Regions from separate parts of the Mus musculus genome. Here all the other regions are linked to region 1. Evidence: chromatin contacts called from public Hi-C and HiChIP or PLAC-seq data. All regions are on one chromosome and are shown on one strand. The core of a region is the stretch at or near the end of the contact, and the rest is flanking DNA. Distances in the headings are between cores, read along the strand shown. Region 1 holds the start of Kcnk9 (potassium channel, subfamily K, member 9). Region 2 overlaps Trappc9 (trafficking protein particle complex 9). Region 3 overlaps Trappc9 (trafficking protein particle complex 9). Region 4 overlaps Trappc9 (trafficking protein particle complex 9).

Region 1 (4,209 bases), core at 1,297-3,796:
ACAAAGACAGGAAGAATTTCTGAGCTTAATTGGCAATTATCCAACAGACAAAAACACTGTACTGTTTTTTGGGGTTTTTTTTGAGCATTAAAAAAAAATCCGTGGGTTCAGCACGTAACCCTCGGAGGTGAAACTCCCAGAACTACCCCTGGTGTGTGTGTGTGTGTGTGTGTGTGTGTGTGTGTGTGTGTGTGTTTGTTGCCACCATCCTAGCAAGCACTCACTGAGCATCATCCTGGAGTGGGAACTGAGCATCTTTCCCAAGAGAATGGGGACTAGGGATGCAGGCCGAATAGTCAGGACCCAGGCTCCTCTCCAAGGAGTCAAAAGACATTCAAAAACTGGGTTGTGCGATGTGGACAAGAAACTGGAATCCTGGAGGAAACTCTGGAAAGAAGCCCGGGGACAATGGGTTCTAGATGGGAGTAATTCTGTGGTCTTGGACAGGAGGCCTTTCCTTCACCTATAAAACAAACTGAAGTGCCTTTCCGTCTTTCCAAAACGCTGTGTGGAACTGGAGCTTCTCTGAGCAAAGCCTGGACTCCAGTCATCAGAGCTCAGCCCATCCCCCACAGCTCCTGCACTTGTCTTTGGGGACAGCTTGGACCTCGCTGCAGTCTGGTTGGCTCAAACGTGGGCAGATCTGTGGGTCGGAGTCTAGCGCCCCCTGGTGGCGCCGAGACGCACAAGCCCTATCGGACCTCTTGCTGGCCCGACGGTCAGGCCATGACTCAGGGTGCCACCGCTGCCAGAGCAGCGGGAGGCCTGACTGGGGTTCCGTCGTAGGCTGAGCCACGACTCAATTAATTACCAGCTGCTGGGAATCTTTGTTGCTCGCTTGTGGTGACTCACTCCGCAGCCAGGCTCCCTTGCAAAGCACGGGGGCCTTGGCTTCCAAAATGAATTTTGGGGAGCGCACCTGATCAGGTGGAGCTCCCCATCCGGGTACCAGGAAGACCACACGGAGACTTGACTGTTCAGGAATAGCTCACAGCGCCCGATGCCCCTGCCCTGTGGTGCACTCATGATCCTTTAAATTTTACCTGGGAGCATACATGAAGCCCCTAGTCCATCGGGCTATGCGTCTGGGTAGACAGAGGCTGGGGCATGGTCTAGGAAGCTGAAGAACACAGGGTTTCTAAGTCTCCGAACTCTTTCAACAGCTGGGGACGATTCACAGGCTGCTCCTATCTCCATGGACAGCTTCTAGCTCCCGCCTTTTAGCTGTTGCTTGGTGGTCACCAGATCTCTTCATCAGCGTCCATGGCTAGGGACAGAGAAGATAGCCTGGTCGAGGAAACCAAAGCCCGGGGTCTCAAAAGCGTGATTCTGTCTGTCCCAGTCCGCAGCAGCACTGCTCTAGGGGAGCTTTGTGAGCAAGAAAACCTCTGGGCAACCTAAAGAGGATGGGTGGGTGGGGAACCCAGAAGACCTAAACAGGAATCCTGGCTTCTTCCTTAAACTCAAAGGCTAGTAGCTCCCTGGCCAGATCCTCCTGTTCTATTTCCAAGCCTTAACCTGGAGGGTGCCTCGCCGGGGGAGCGCGCGCGGGGGGGGGGGAAGTTCCTGCACTCTGCTCCTCAGCAGAGGAATCAAGAAATGAACAGTGAAGAAGCGCGCGCACTGGGGGAAGTGGGGATGGGGGGTGGGGGCGGGGAGGCTACTGCTGGAGAGGGGAAATGAGAATTCCTGTCCATCCTTTCTTGAGGTGTAACTCTTAAAAGTGGTGGTCTGCGAGATCTCTAGGGAAAAGTAGCGGGGAAGGGGGGTAGCAGGTGCAAGACCACCCGGGACACAGCCACTATCCGAACTAAGGTGGCTGTCAAAACCCCAACAATCTAGAAGGCAGTATCCAGTAGGGCGCTGCTGAGCCAGGTGGCTGCTGCAGCTGGACGTGTGTGTGTGTGTGTGTGTGTGTGTGTGTGTGTGTGTGTTACAAGGGGGAGCGTGTGGCCACTGCTGTTGCACTCTCCAGGGCTCATAGCCCCTTCCTTTTCTATTTCCAACTCTCCCGGTTTTTGTTGTTGTTGTTGTTTTCCCCCATAAAAGGTTAATCTGTCTCCACTGGTCAAATTCGTTTTTCATCCCCAGCTGCAGGGCCCTCAAACTCTCTCTTCACTTTGCCAAGGTTGGGTGCGCTCTTAGGGGAGCAGTACTTTTTCAGAAGGAAGCCACTTCATCCCCATCTCAAACCCTCTAGCAGCTGGCCTCCCATCCCCGAACCCTAGCAGCACCTAGTTCAACCCCTTTCCTTTTCTCTCTCTCTGGCCATCACTCCTGGGCTCCTTCATGTGCACCCTGCGCAGTACCAGGTCTGCTGCAGGAGCTGCCACTGCCGCCTCACCAGCTGGCTGGGGACCAGGCGGGAGGTGGCGCGACCCAGAGGCTGCAGGAGGGAGGGAGGGAGGGAGAAAAGAGAGGAGGGAGGGAAGCCGGTCCTCGGAGTAGCCTGCCCCCCTCCCTCCCGCCGGAGCGGGGCCGTCAAACGCAAACACGCGCGCACGCACACCCGCGAATACATACACTCGGGCTCCCTCCGGCGCGCACGCACAGCGCCTCAGGCAGACCAGAGCGGCGGCTGCCTCTCTGGACTCCTGGACGCCAGAGTCTTAGGATCCTCGGGCAGCTGATGCGCCTTTGCCTGTCCCCATCCCTACCCTTCAGTTCCTCCAGGGCTGCGGGACCCCTCCCGCCGCCGCCGCCACCTCGCCCGCCACCCGGCGAGGAGCTGGCTGGCCGGCCGCTGCCGCGCAGTTCCCTCTTCGTCCCCGAGGTAGCTCCGTCGCGGCTCCTGTCTTGGGCTTCGTCGTGTTCCTGAGCTTCAGAGGCTGAGCAGAACAAACTTCGCAGATCGGCTGTCGCGCGGCGGGCACCCCGCGTGCCCCGCGCGCCCAGGTGGGCACGGGGCTTTCGGATCTTGGGGCATCGGGTTTCCTCGCCCGTTGCCCCTGCTAGATAGACTTTATCCCTGCTTGCAGGGATTCTAGAGACTCCTTCACTTAGCAAACTTTCTATTTCCCCCAACCCAAAGGGGGTGAAGAAAGCTAGAGGGAGAAGCAGGTCCCCGCGGGGCAACCGCCACACTGGAGGCGATTAGCTGGGCCCCGCTAGCCGGGGAACGCATCAGGGATGGGGAACCCCTCCCCGGGTCTCCCTCTGTCCCGGCTACCGATCCTGCCCCAACCGAGCCCGCAGGCTCGAGGGGCGAGGTGCCCAGGACCAGACAGCCCGCGCGGAACGAGCTTGGGCCATCCATCCGCACAACCATCCGCACTGGGGCAAACCGCTTGACCCAGGCCTGGCATAGGGTGTCCCGGGTTCAGGATCGCTGGCCTCCGCGCCAAAGCAATGTCATCAACATGTCCACCATTTCGCGCGCCCCGGTGGTGATCACCACGCCCGCGGACCCCCCTGTGTACGCGGAATCCGTTGCACTGGGTGCTCCCGAAGAGCCCGCTGTGCCCGCGGAACCCGCTGCGCCGGCGGAACCCGCTGCGCCCACGGAACCCGCTGCGCCCGCGGAACCCGCTGCGCCCGCGGAACCCGCTGAGCCCGCGGAACCCGCTGAGCCCGCGGAACCCGCTGAGCCGGCGGAACCCGCTGCGCCCGCGGAACCCGCTGCGCCCGCGGAACCCGCTGCGCCCGCAGAGGAAGCCGAGCCTGCCGAGCCCGGGGCGTCCGCTGGTCCCGCAGAATCCGCAGAGTCCGGGGAGCCCGGTGAGGTCGTTGAGTCCCAGGAGCCCGCGGCACCCGGGGAGACCCCTCAGCCTTCAGGTGGTGGTGAAGTTCGTGAAAGTGATGATGCCCAAGAGGAGACCGAAATTTCCAACATCAGCTGTGGCATCTGCTGCTACCACCGCTTGCAACTTCGACTCCATCGTAGAGGAGGCTTGGTCAGCGCCGCGCTGCATTGGGATTCTCGTGGTCTGGTCCAACTTCCCTTTAGCATCTCCTTCTTCGCGGCCATGAAGCGGCAGAACGTGCGTACCCTGTCCTTGATCGCCTGTACCTTCACCTACCTGCTGGTCGGTGCCGCGGTGTTCGACGCCCTCGAGTCGGACCATGAGATGCGCGAGGAGGAGAAACTTAAAGCCGAAGAAGTCCGTCTCAGAGGCAAGTACAACATCAGCTCCGATGACTACCAGCAGCTGGAGCTGGTAATCCTGCAGTCTGAGCCCCACCGCGCTGGTGTCCAGTGGAAATTCGCCG
Region 2 (3,955 bases), core at 1,194-3,693, 400 kb before region 1:
TGGCTCACTGACTTCTCCATTGCCCCATGTAGCCAGACTACTTAAAAACAAGACCCTGTCTCAAAACAAACAAAAATTCTAGGAGACTCTAAATCCTGCCATGCTCCACCTTGGTATCTGGACAGTGGTCTCTCTGTAAGGTGCAGAGCTCATGAAACAGCCACATGGGCCCACAGACAGACACAGAGGTAGACAAGGAGTTGGACAGTGTTCTCAGGACCCCTCCCTCCAACCCTCAAGGACATCTCTAAGATCCACGACCACTCTGATGCTACAGTAACTCTAGTACTTAAAAACATTTGGAATTTAAACCAAAGATGCCTAGTCTTCAGGCCTCCAGTGTGGACTCAGTAATCAGGCTCGTTCCAGGAAGGGCATTAGAAGCTATAGAATAGAAGCTACATTTTCCACTCAAAAATGTACATTTGGAGTTGAAACATAGCTTGTTTGTTAGAGCGCTTCCTTGGCATCCAGGAGAAAGGTTCACTCTCCTGTGCCTGAAAACACGGACCCTGGCACATGTGGCCTACAGCTGTGCAAACTGCTGGAGTTGGTCAGCCTGTCACATCTCCCGGCACTCTAACACAACATTGTTATCTACAAAGTTCACCCTTGAGAGCCTCCCAGTTGAGTTCCCCATTCCAAACAAAGAAAGCAAAGCAAAACAAAACAAACCAAGAATCCAAGCCAAACCAAACCAAACCAAACCAAACCAAACCAAACCAAACCAACCAACCAACCAAGCAAGCAAGCAACCAACCAAGCAAGCAAGCAAGCAAGCAAAAATCTCCTAATATTTTAAGTAAGTTTATGATGCTGTGTGGGGCTGCACGTGGTTTGGTCAAGCCTGCTGGCTAAACAGTGTTTGCCTCTGTCTCTCCTGCAGATAGAGACTACGTTCATACAAGGAAGCTTCAACAGCTTCTTACGACTGAATCAGGGAAAGTGCAGCTGAACCAGCTTCATTGATGTACAACCTAGGCAGCCAGTGGTGGTGTGCCGCGTGCCGAGAAGCACCATGCTTGCTTAATGCTCTCTTTCTGTCACCAGATTCTTACTCATCTCTGAGTAAATGGTCCCCCATTTCATCTGATCCAGCACTACCCCAGCTTCCATAATTCCCCTCTGACATTTTATCTAGACAATGCCTTTCCTAACCAGTTCTTAAGGGAAAGAAAGCTTACCACTGATCCAGATGGCACCCACAAAGGGCCGTCTAGAGGAAGCTGGACAGCCAAGGTGCAGGGCTGGAGCACAATAGGGTGCAGAATCTCCTGGCTTCTTTGTTTTAAGACAGGATCTTCTGTCTTGATACCCCTGCTTCAGCCTCCTTGAGGAACGACATTCCAGACCAAAGTCACCATACCTTCCTGGGTCTGATGTCATTTGCACTAGGACTTCATGTCTTTGTAAGGTCTTGTGCTGATATCAATCACTGCCCCAGGGGCAAAGTAGTGGCCTGGACAGGCCGGGGCTGTCAGGGGTCATTCTAGGTGCTACTGTAGCCTGGATCTGAAGCTCTTACTTCTATTAGGTGACTTCGGGTACTGATAGTACCACCCTGGGCTCCAGTTGTGTCATATGTGGAGTGGGACTTTAGAACCTGGCTCAGGGTTGTTCTGGATCAAGTGAGAGACTATTTCTCAGTGGTGGCTATTCAGAGACCTTTGGGGCAGTTGTGTGTGCCCCAAAGCAGGTTGTTGCAATAAATCAGGAGTATGCCTAACCAGGTTTTAGGGGACATAGAGAAATCATGCTCTGGGCCTCTTGCAAGAGGCCCCTGTACCTGCCCAGAGAAGCACTGGTCACCACCATAGCCATCATCACTGGTCTGCTATGTTTCCTAGCTGCAGAGGGAACTCAGTGTGAACTGCTCATGCCAAGGCAAGCATGTGGCCCATTACTCTGCTCTCCAGATGAACGCACGCAGCAACAAACCAAGAAGAGCAATGGTACCAACTCACCTTGGAGATCTTTTCTATGTATTTTGTAGATTTCCAGTGGGTTCAAGGAGATGTGTGTGAAGTTCAGCTGATGGTGTACAACCCAATGCCGTTTGAGCTCCGCGTGGAAAACATGGTACGTGCAACAAGACATTTGACCTAAATCTATTATCACTGAGTAGTACTTAATGTCGGCCATAAATATCCACTGACATCCACTTGATTTTATTTCTGGTTAGGTGAGGTCTCTGGACATCCTGTGTGCAGAGGCTGTGCTTTGTCATTTTAGTATCTTTGCTTGGCACTTATTTACAAGTAAGCCTTCAGTTTAATGTACACAGTGATCTTAATTGATTGAATATAGATTTGAAATAGTCATCTGGAGGTCAGGGCTCAAGGTTTAGTACAGGCTGTGGTTTAGTAAGAAAAGAATGTTTGCACTGCATGGCTCTGACCTCACCCTCTTGATGATCGCTCTGTAGTTAGTCATGCTCCTCAGAACATGTGTGGTGAGGGAAGGAGGTGTATATAACCTCATCACATGGGACAGGCTAGGCCCTGTGCACACTGTTCTATGGATCCTTCTTTAGGGCTTTCCCTCTCATGTGTGCACAGGGATATGTGCAGTGTGCACAGGGATATGTGCAGTGTGCATGTGGAGGGCCCAGCTTGGTGGTGAGGCTCTTCCCCATTGCTCTTTCACCTCAATTTTGTTTCTATTTGGTTTTTAGAGACATGGTTTCTCTGTGTAGCCCTGGCTGTCCTGGAACTCATTCTATAGAACAGGGTGGCCTTGAACTCAGAGATCCACCTGTCTCTGCCTCCTGAGTGCTGGGATTAAAGTTGTGTGCCACCACTGCCCGGCCACCTTAATTTTTTTGAGGCAGGATCTCCTCATCAAATCCAGAGCTTGCCAATGTGGCTAGTCTAACTAGCCATCTTGCTCCATGGATCCCTTCTGAGGCTGGAGTTAAAGGTTAGCTTTCACACTCACCTGGTATTGTGTGGGCTCTGGGGGCCCAAACTCTGGACCTCTTTCTTGCTTGATAAACTTATTGCTGGGCTATCTGCCCTGCCCTCTGTGAGAATATATTGCTGCTGTCCAAGGGCTGCTGCTGCCTCTCCATATCTATCTATTTATCTTTCTCTCCCTGCACCCCTTTCTTTTTGTCTTTGAGACAAAGGCTCACTATGTAACTGGCTGGGCTTGAACTCACAGCACTATACCTGCCCGTGCCTCCCAAGTGCTGGGATTCAAGACATGTTTAGTATGCTTGGCTTATTTAAAAAAAAACAAGTCTTTAAAAAGATTGCTTTCATTATTTTCATGATAAGCACATTAAAAATATATGCTTATTGTAAAATATTAAGAGTAAAAAACTATAACTCAAAACTCTACTTGGAGATAGCCCACCACTTGGTGTCAGAAACTGAAAATATTTATTTATGAAGCATTTTAGGCATAAACTCTAATATATTCACTACCTACTCTGAGGATGTATTAGCAACTGCCATTTGGCTTTAGTTAGCTTGAACATAAGTTAAGTGTCCATGTGTTTTGCTTAGGGACAACAGCCATATAGTTGGCTTTTCTTCTACTCTTACCCATGACGTCTATCCACACCGCACATACATCATTGGATGCTACCAGAGTGCTTTGGCTTCTGGTGTTCTCTGAAGACAGAGCTGGGGAAGGGTGTGTAAGTGTGGGCATACATGCACATGCTTTCTTTTCTCTGTGCACAGGTGTGTGTGTGTGTGTGCACATAAACTCCTGTGGTTCACACTTCTGCTATCCCAGCCCGTTCCCCCAGGGTCCCTCCCTGCACCCCTACTTTTGATGCTGGCATACTTCCTAATGTTGTGAGTAGTGCTCACGAGTCTGTGCACACACCCACTCCTGGTCAGTGTATCCAAGGTGAGTTCCTCCCATTTTGACCACTGTCCTGCGGAGAACCATCTGCTTGGGAGAATCTCGGAATTCTTTCTCCGTTGAGGTCCTCTTTGTTCCG
Region 3 (3,796 bases), core at 374-2,873, 300 kb before region 1:
TTACCTCTCTTCTCTCCTGATGCTAATGCTACACAAGTCACAGCTTACTCATGACAAAATCCTAACCAGGCTTTTATTTTTTTTTTCTTTTTATTTATTTATTTATTTATTTATTTATTTATTTATTTATTATATGTAAGTACATTGTAGCTGTCTTCAGACACTCCAGAAGAGGGGGTCAGATCTTGTTACGGATGGTTGTGAGCCACCATGTGGTTGCTGGGATTTGAACTCTGGACCTTCGGAAGAGCAGTCGGGTGCTCTAACCCACTGAGCCATCTCACCAGCCCCCTAACCAGGCTTTTAAAATCAATGGGAAGAGCTGACATTAGAATTCACATGATAAGAAGAGAAGCCAAGAACAGACAGGACAAACTGAGGGATAGGACTGAGTCAAGTGGTCCTGCTGTTATCAGGCTTGTGATGTACTGGTACCTAGCACACGGGGTGGAGACCAGGATGATCACAAGTTAAAGATGTGACCAGGAAGCTGTGCCTGTTTGGCTTCACTTTGGTTGACCAATGCCTGGGCCCCACATAGTGACAGAATATTGTTTTATAATATTTATCTTTCATAACTACTGGGCAGATAGCCATGCACCTTTATGCTTAAGAGGTGTGGCTTCCTTTCCTCCCTCTCCTGTCCCACCCATGCTATGCCTGGGTAGCTCATTGACTGGCAGCTGCTTTTCAGATGGGCGCCATGCTCTGTAGATCTGTTGTTTAGGCACTGTGACCCATGCTCTCAGAGTGCTGGGGTCTGTGAGTTGAAGGGGATCAAGGCAAGGAGGGAAACTCATAGGGTGGGTATGCCTGGTACTGGGCACTGAGATTTCTCTGTCCTGACTTCCTGTAGCAGTACTCTAAGTCTCTACCAGTCTTCTTCAGCAGTAAAGAAATGAGCTCTGGAGATGTTAATTTATTCATACGAAAAAAGTAATGATGTGTTTGAGCCAAAGTTCAAGCCTGTAACCATCTGGTTCTCACTTCCTGTCGTGTATGCAGACTCGCCATCCTCAGGGACAGTGTGAATAAAGCCTCAGGAACACTGGAGACGATTGCTTGCATAGAGTGGACAAAGCACAGGACTATCATGTGGATGTGGGAAGTGGCTGGCCCTTTGCTGGGAGTAGCTGTTATCTCTCTCCAGTGTTCCTGTGAGGTCACTGCAGAAACAGCCTTCCTTGTGAGCATGGTATGTGGAGCCTGTGGGTCACCCTGCTGTGCAGGCTCTGGGGCCACCTTGCCCTTCCCTGCCTGTCACCTGCTGACTGCTAAGTCTGGCCTGCTCTGTTTGGGGGTGGAGGCTGTTTTTTGGAATGAGGCAATTAAATTAGAAGGCCATAAAGCTCTGCATTGTCTCTCATGCTTCTTCAGTGTTTTGGTGCCCATTGTTAGAGAAAAAGAGAAAATTAAAAAAAAAATCTTCCTGTGTGTGTGAAAGTATGTGCACAAGATGCGGTTTTTCTGAGGACACGTCTTCAAATGCAAGCGTGGGAGCTATTTTTAGGTACCCTTTCTCCCAACAGTGCTGTTTAAAGATTCAGTTCAGGCTGCTAATAGGTATATTTATAACCATTCTGTCGACGGTCCCAGCATGAATGCTACTGCAGATGATGCTATTCTTGGAGGCAGTTGCCATGGTTACCATTAACCCGTTTGGTTGGGAAGAGTCTCTCCATAGGATGTTTTGTTCCCCCCCAGGGTGCTTTGTGGCATGTGAAGACATATATGTACTCAGAACCAAAAATTAAAAAAAAAAAGGAGTGCATTTTATGCCTAAGTAATATGTATACTTTATAAATGAATGGGCAGCAAAAGTGATTGCCGCTAACAGATGGTCTCCATTCTTGCCCTTTAAGCAGATGATACTAAAGATAGCTTTGTAGCTACTGCCCATCACTAACAAAGCTTAAATCATAGACAAGCATTCTTAAAGATCCATTGTTCTTGTTTCTCTATCACGGTCTCCCCAATACAGCTACTAAGTTATTAAGAAAAGAAATTGTATGTATTTCCTCCAAATATTCATTCATTCACTGGTAATTCACACAGCAGACCTTGAGCTAGCACTCCTTAGGGCATGTACAGACCTGATGTCTGGAAGGGCTCATGGATTCCACACAGAAAGATGAGAGCCATGGCTAAATGGAATTCCCAGTTCTTCGTGCCTTCAACACACCTTAGTAGGAGGCACTCATGGCGTTTGAACCCTGACTGGTTCTTCTACCCATAGCAGCTTATAGTTGGCAGATGAGCTAAGAGTGATGAATGAAGTAAATATCATAAATAGAAAGTGGAAATGTTGGCCAGAGATATAGACAATTAGCCATTTGGCACCGACCCTCACCGACTGATAACTAACTGGTACAGTCAAGTGAAAGAAAAGTAGGACCTAGAAAAGCCCATGGCTTGGGGAAGGGGAGACCCCCAGGCTTCAGAGACAGTGGCTGTGGCAAGGAATATCTACAGGGCATGAGCTAGGAGTTACCATCTCCCATGCTGTGACTTTTCTTCTGTGAAGATGGCTGTGTGAATGGGCTGAAGGATCTGGAGGCAGAGGATTGCAGAATACAAGGTGTTTCTGTGTAGAATCTGAATGGGGAACACTTTGTCCTTTTGTAATTGGTAGGGAGGGTCTTTGAACTCCTTTATCTTTCAGCCAGTGATTTGGGAAAGAACCTTTCACACCATTGTTAAATGCCACACCACTGCAGGCACTCGGTGGAGACAAGGTGGCATGCACACCTGTGCACATGCATTCTCAGACATACAGCCCCCACCCACAGTGGCAAAACAGATCTGTTCTGTCTTCAGAACCTCTCCCTTAATTGGCAAACATAGGTCTTTGGAGTGAACAGTGCCTCGGATAACATAGGTCTTTGGAGTGAACAGTGCCTCGGATGTAAAGCACAGTTTCAGAACTTGGGAGGAGTGGCTGGAGGATTACCAGGTAGGGATTCTGCAGCAGGTTGGGAGGAGTGGCTGGAGGATTACCGGGTAGGGATTCTGCAGCAGGGGGGCTGATTGCTAGCTAACCCAGCCCTCCCTCACCTGGCACCCAGCTGCTACCCTGCCTGGGCACACGGATGCCTACACAGGTTGTAGTTCCCTTGGTTTCCCCTGCCTGCAGCATCAGGCTGTGAGTTGCTACGAGGATGGGGACTGGGCTTTGCTGATGTACAGCGCTCTTAGTGACAAATGAAGACCAAATGGATGAAAACAGGAAACAATTAATGGCCTTTTGGCATAGATTAAAAAAAAAATCAGTTAAGAAGTATTTAGCACCTCCCAAGAGGACTAATATACTGGCGGATTGTGTGTCTACCCGCTGGCTTAAGGGAGGTTTCATTTGAGAAACCCTGAAGCTTCTGTGCCTTGTCACAGCCTCTCCTCCTTCCTGGGAGTTTGCAGTCTTCACTGGGATGCCCACACAGGGCTTACTGCCTCTAAGTAGGAACGCTCACTCAGCTATTTCTATGTCAACTTAGAAACTTCAGCTTTTTATAAACCAAACTGTGTGAAATGGAGTGGAAGGTGGAGGCTAGCTTCCCAGGCAACAGCAGGCAGAAGCTTGGAGAGAGGGCATGGGGTGGATCCAAGGACTCAATGTTAGCAGTATTGGGACTAGGGAGACAACCCAGCCCAGCATGGGGTCTGTGAGCAGGGGGTGTATGTACCACTGAGTGCTTCTTGGCTTTCAGGCAATCTTAAAGGGCTACAAATGGCTAACATGCATAGTCTCTTTTTTCACGTGTGTTTGAGAAAGAATCTTGGTGAATACCACTTGTAGTAG
Region 4 (4,116 bases), core at 670-3,169, 360 kb before region 1:
GGGAGGTAAGAACAGCACTGGAAATGCTTGGGCAGTCTGGACCCTGAGCTAGCAGTACAGGGTCCGTACTCCACCAGACACCAACTCTTCCTGTTTGGACGGAAGCACCTATCATCATTCCTTCCACTGAACAGCCACCCCCACCCGGCAGTTGTCTCTTGGTGAGTCACCACAGCTTGACTGGAGAGAGCAATGATGAGCACAGGAGATCGATCGATGGTCCACAGAGAGGCTCTCGTTGCCTGCAGTGCAGTCACCTGTTGCTGATGAATGACAAACACCCCAGTCTCCATCCCAGGGGCTTAGAAAGTTATTTTCCAACCGGAATTTAAACCAAAGAACAAAGTCAACCTTCCCACATGCTGGCCGAACAGGGGGCCTAGTAATGTACGTACTTCATAGGTTATTAAACAGACCTCTGGGGCAAATGTGGTGGGTGGCACGAAGCTGTCTACATCAGCAGAGATGCTCTCCTACGAGCCCCAGGGAGGCAGGGACAGGCTGACCTTTCCCATGGCTACGCTGCGGCGCTGTGAAATGACTGTCTGTGAGTCAGAAGGCAGGTAGGTGGCAGGGCTAAATATAACGATGGGCAGGCAGTCCAGCACATTAGCTTTGTTCCTTTGGAGCAAAAGCAGACAGCCCACTGAATACAAAACAAAAGCAACACTCAATGGCCAACACAACCCAAAAGCAATCATAGGTCAGGATTAAAATCTAAGATACCCCCCCCCCCCGTTTCAGTTCAAATATGGAAAAAAAAAAGTTGGCAGAAGAGAATAAACATCTGTTCAAAGTCACCAGTGAACCACTCAAGGCCTAGATGGGATGGTCAGACTGTGAAGAGGCTAGGGCTGCAGGCCCAGAGTCTCTCGTCCCTGGAGGCCTTCTATAAGGGGCTAAGGGGGCAGAGAAGAGAAGGCACCAAGGAAGTTAACACTGGCTGGGGAGAAGGCAGCAGCCCACCCTGTTTGTATAAAACACAAGGCAGAGAAAGGGGCAACAAGTATGAAAGCAGCAATGAGGTTGCCATGGGGACCCAGCTAGGGAATGGGCAACTTAGGAGTCAGAGCTCCCCTGTCTCCCCAAAGGACCAAAAGCCCACAGGACCGGGAACTGGGTAGAGGTTGTGTCTGGTCCCTGAAGGCAGATGGCCGATGAGAACATCTTCACAAAGGCAGCGTGGGTCAAGGTAGAAAAGTTCTCATGGAGCCCTGGGTGTGTGGGGGGGAACCCCTGTTTCTGATGACAAAGGGGGACAGCAGGGCTTTTCAAAGGAGACCAAGGAATAGCTCTCGAGGCTGAGGGGGCAAGGGCTGAGTGAGGAAGGGACACCCAGGTAGGCGGCAGGTAGGCAGAACCTGGGAATTCAGAGACAAGGATCCTGGACTTGCCCTCTCAAGCACAGTAGGGCGACATGCATTCAGACAGATTCTCAGGGGGCTTGTGCTGGCACAGGGGCATGTCGACAGCAGGACCGGTGTGATCTCCTGGTCACAAATGAAGACCCTGTGAGAACAGGCAGGAAGTAACTGAATTGCATGCCAGGCGAGTGTGTTGGGCACTGTTAAATATTCTCTCCGTCCTTATGTTTTCTAAACCAAGGAAAAGCCAAGTTTCAACAAAATCTCAGGCTTTCTTTTAAAAAAAAATCAAAACCAAAACACATGTTTGTGGTAATACTGAGGCATCTAGGAATTCCAAAGACAGAAAGAGATATACCCCTGTGTTAAGACTGCAAGCAAGCTGCCTTCAGCTTCCGGGTGCTTTGGGATGAGTCACACCACTCTTTAAAAAAATAAGACTGAGAACTCCAAAAATCCATATTTATTCTCACAAGAGAACAGCAGACCAGGGCAGGGATGCTGAACAGCTCTTCCGATCTCAGAGGACAGCGTTAGGGGAGCGGGCAGGTCATGGGAGAGAACACAGCCGACTGCAGAGCAGCGGCCCACTGATAAAAGTAATCCCAGGCCACAGTGGCAACCCCTGCTTTAGCTGTCAGCAAACTGTGAAGCGGTACACCGTCAGATGTGATTCACACATAGCCCTGGACTCTGGATGAACAACCGTGTTGATGCCTCTGCCCTTAGCAGCCTGCTCCCAGGGTGTTCATCAGAAAGGTGGCAAGAAGCGTACCCACCCGTGGGAAGCAGAGCGGGATCTCATCAGAGCTTAGCAAGCCACTGGTGTCTCTGCTGAACCCCAGGCTGCGAGCATAGGGCCATTCAGTGACAGTACACAGGGAAAAGGAGGAAGAGCAAGCTTACCTGTGGCCACATCTACCACTCTGCACTAGTGGCCTCCCCAGAGAACTCTGCATGTCTCACTCCAGGGCAGCTACAAACTACCTTCCTTCTATGGTTTTGTTGTAGCATCAAGAAAAATCATCACTTTTTTGATTGACATCTTATTCCATAAGAAATGATTTAATAGCAGCTTGATATGTAATCATATATATGTGTGTGTGTTTGTGGGTATACACACACACATATATATATATATATAAAGCCTGGAACTAATCTATCCTCTTCTATGGAAAGAAGGTTACTTAACCACCTATATCAGTAGCTACTGTACCCCAAGCTACAACTTTTCTGGGAACCCCAGAGCACTCTATGTGTTCAGGCAGACAATGGGAAGCCTCCAGACACTGGAAAGGGCAGAAGGCCTTAGGTCTGGTGCCATCACTGTGTGCACCTGTGGAGGGAGAGAAGTGTCCGGATGAGGCTGTCCATGGAGGCTGGGGACCGTGCTGCTCCAATTCCACTGTCACCATAGACATATTTTTACTTTCCTAAACACACTGCGGAGTTTCTGAATGAACAAACATGCTTTCTCTACGGAAATTAAGGATGAGTGTTGGCTCATCGTTTTAGCCAACTGCTTCTACTGCTCTGGTTTTCTTGAGCATATTTTATGATAACCAGATGGGCTCTTTTGGCATCCATGGATTTTATGAATACATGAGAAGGCATCTTTGAAAAATATTCTACCTGGAACAGCCTACGCTGACAGACTCCCACGAGACACCCTTTGCTTTCTTTTACCTTTGCAAGTGTATTTTATTTTAGTTACATTCTATTCAAGTTTATTTTAGGTATCTGTTACCATACACACACACACACACACACACACACACACACACACACACATACACACAATCTCCTTGTTCGTTCATATCTTTTTCTTTCTTTCTAGAAGCACGTTAAAAAAAAAAAAACATAGCCTGTCACTAGGGTTGGTTGCTAAGCCATTTGTAAGCCCTAACCATAGGTTTGGTAGTGTTTTGATATATATATATATATATATAGTTTGGACCTCTGGGGATGCTGGTGAGCTCAGGATGTTGCTTTTGTGTCAGGGTGGCCGGTGGTTCCAAGTTTGTGTTTTAGCTATGTGTTGATGGGCCGTGTAATACTGAAGAAGTCACCTCATTGGAACCTTGGCTCTCTCATGCGTACAATCACTATGGCAATGCCCACTTTACAGGGAGTGTGGAACGAGTTGGATGCCCCCATGCACTTGTGCCTGCTGCATGACCAGTTATCAGATCTGCCAGGGTTCATCAGAGAGGAGGGGCTGCTGCTGGGTACAATAGGAACTGGCTCACATAGTTGTGGAGGGCGGAAAGCCCTGCAACAGGTTGCCCATGAGCTGGAGACTCTGGAGGAACATGGATCAGTCTGAGGCAGAAGGGCTGAAAACCTTGGAAGACACGGAGGGCAAATTCTGGAGTCCAAAGATTGGAGAAGTGCAGGAGAGTCTCTCTAGGGTCGAGTCTGTACCACCCATGGTTCTGATGCTTGGATGATGTTCACTCATGTTGAGAGCTGTCCTTTTCCTCCTGGTTCCCCAATTTTCAGGCCAGCTCCTCTGCAGCCGGGCACACGCACCTTGCCAGTTCTTGAATATGCCTTTGTAGGCTGGCTCTGCTGGTGTGGCCAGAGCAGCTGCTTTCTCTTCATGGCTAGCGCTGCTTTCAGCTGTCATTTCCCAGTTGTCATGATGATTGTGATATTGTGGATGAATTCAAGAGAAGTATTATTTCAGAATTACATCCTGAAATTGCCCACAGCCTTTCTCCTAATGGAAAGATTGAACACTATAAACGGT

What was found. Hi-C and Micro-C count contacts between places; a contact is called where the count stands out from the background. HiChIP or PLAC-seq counts read pairs in DNA pulled down with a chosen protein or histone mark.
Region 2: a contact with region 1 is called in a Hi-C map of pancreatic cancer cells, with 3 times the contacts expected there. The contact joins the enhancer-like site here to the promoter of Kcnk9 in region 1. A contact is called at or near these places in 10 of 39 promoter capture datasets (the 3T3-L1 cell line, the C10 cell line, the HPC-7 cell line and 7 more), 1 of 484 Hi-C or Micro-C datasets (pancreatic cancer cells), 5 of 115 datasets of contacts at active chromatin or transcription factors (embryonic forebrain, embryonic midbrain, embryonic stem cells and 2 more) and 1 of 9 other capture datasets (adipose tissue).
Region 3: a contact with region 1 is called in an H3K27ac HiChIP or PLAC-seq map of SST interneurons, with 8 times the contacts expected there. The contact joins the enhancer-like site here to the promoter of Kcnk9 in region 1. A contact is called at or near these places in 13 of 39 promoter capture datasets (the C10 cell line, the HPC-7 cell line, HPC-7-derived erythroid cells and 7 more), 7 of 484 Hi-C or Micro-C datasets (the HPC-7 cell line, the N1E-115 cell line, cerebellar granule neurons and 4 more), 9 of 115 datasets of contacts at active chromatin or transcription factors (SST interneurons, T-cell acute lymphoblastic leukemia, embryonic forebrain and 6 more) and 1 of 9 other capture datasets (embryonic stem cells).
Region 4: a contact with region 1 is called in a Hi-C map of cerebral cortex, with 6 times the contacts expected there. The contact joins the enhancer-like site here to the promoter of Kcnk9 in region 1. A contact is called at or near these places in 3 of 39 promoter capture datasets (the HPC-7 cell line, embryonic stem cells and pre-B cells), 4 of 484 Hi-C or Micro-C datasets (the N1E-115 cell line, cerebral cortex and cortical neurons), 7 of 115 datasets of contacts at active chromatin or transcription factors (astrocytes, embryonic forebrain, embryonic midbrain and 4 more) and 2 of 9 other capture datasets (embryonic stem cells and liver).

The regions. Positions count from the first base shown.
Region 1 is chr15:72,546,036-72,550,244 of GRCm38.p6, reverse strand. It overlaps Kcnk9 (potassium channel, subfamily K, member 9), which reads left to right and starts at 2,546. Exons shown (of 2, transcript NM_001033876.2): 1 at 2,546-4,209. The coding sequence starts at 3,966.
Region 2 is chr15:72,946,914-72,950,868 of GRCm38.p6, reverse strand. It overlaps Trappc9 (trafficking protein particle complex 9), which reads left to right. Exons shown (of 22, transcript NM_180662.2): 11 at 1,994-2,079. Among named protein-coding and RNA genes, the nearest start is that of Gm31665, 23 kb to the left of the region's middle. Within about 2 kb of position 2,443, at least 9 of the 459 cell types and tissues checked have an H3K27ac peak or open chromatin away from gene starts, as enhancers often do. A contact at or near this core is called in pancreatic cancer cells, where this site is marked.
Region 3 is chr15:72,849,723-72,853,518 of GRCm38.p6, reverse strand. The region is part of intron 16 of Trappc9 (trafficking protein particle complex 9); the gene reads left to right. Among named protein-coding and RNA genes, the nearest start is that of Gm41343, 20 kb to the right of the region's middle. Within about 2 kb of position 1,623, at least 57 of the 459 cell types and tissues checked have an H3K27ac peak or open chromatin away from gene starts, as enhancers often do. A contact at or near this core is called in the N1E-115 cell line, SST interneurons, cerebellar granule neurons and 7 more, where this site is marked.
Region 4 is chr15:72,904,909-72,909,024 of GRCm38.p6, reverse strand. All of the region lies in intron 15 of Trappc9 (trafficking protein particle complex 9), which reads left to right. Among named protein-coding and RNA genes, the nearest start is that of Gm31665, 65 kb to the left of the region's middle. Within about 2 kb of position 1,919, at least 15 of the 459 cell types and tissues checked have an H3K27ac peak or open chromatin away from gene starts, as enhancers often do. A contact at or near this core is called in cerebral cortex and cortical neurons, where this site is marked.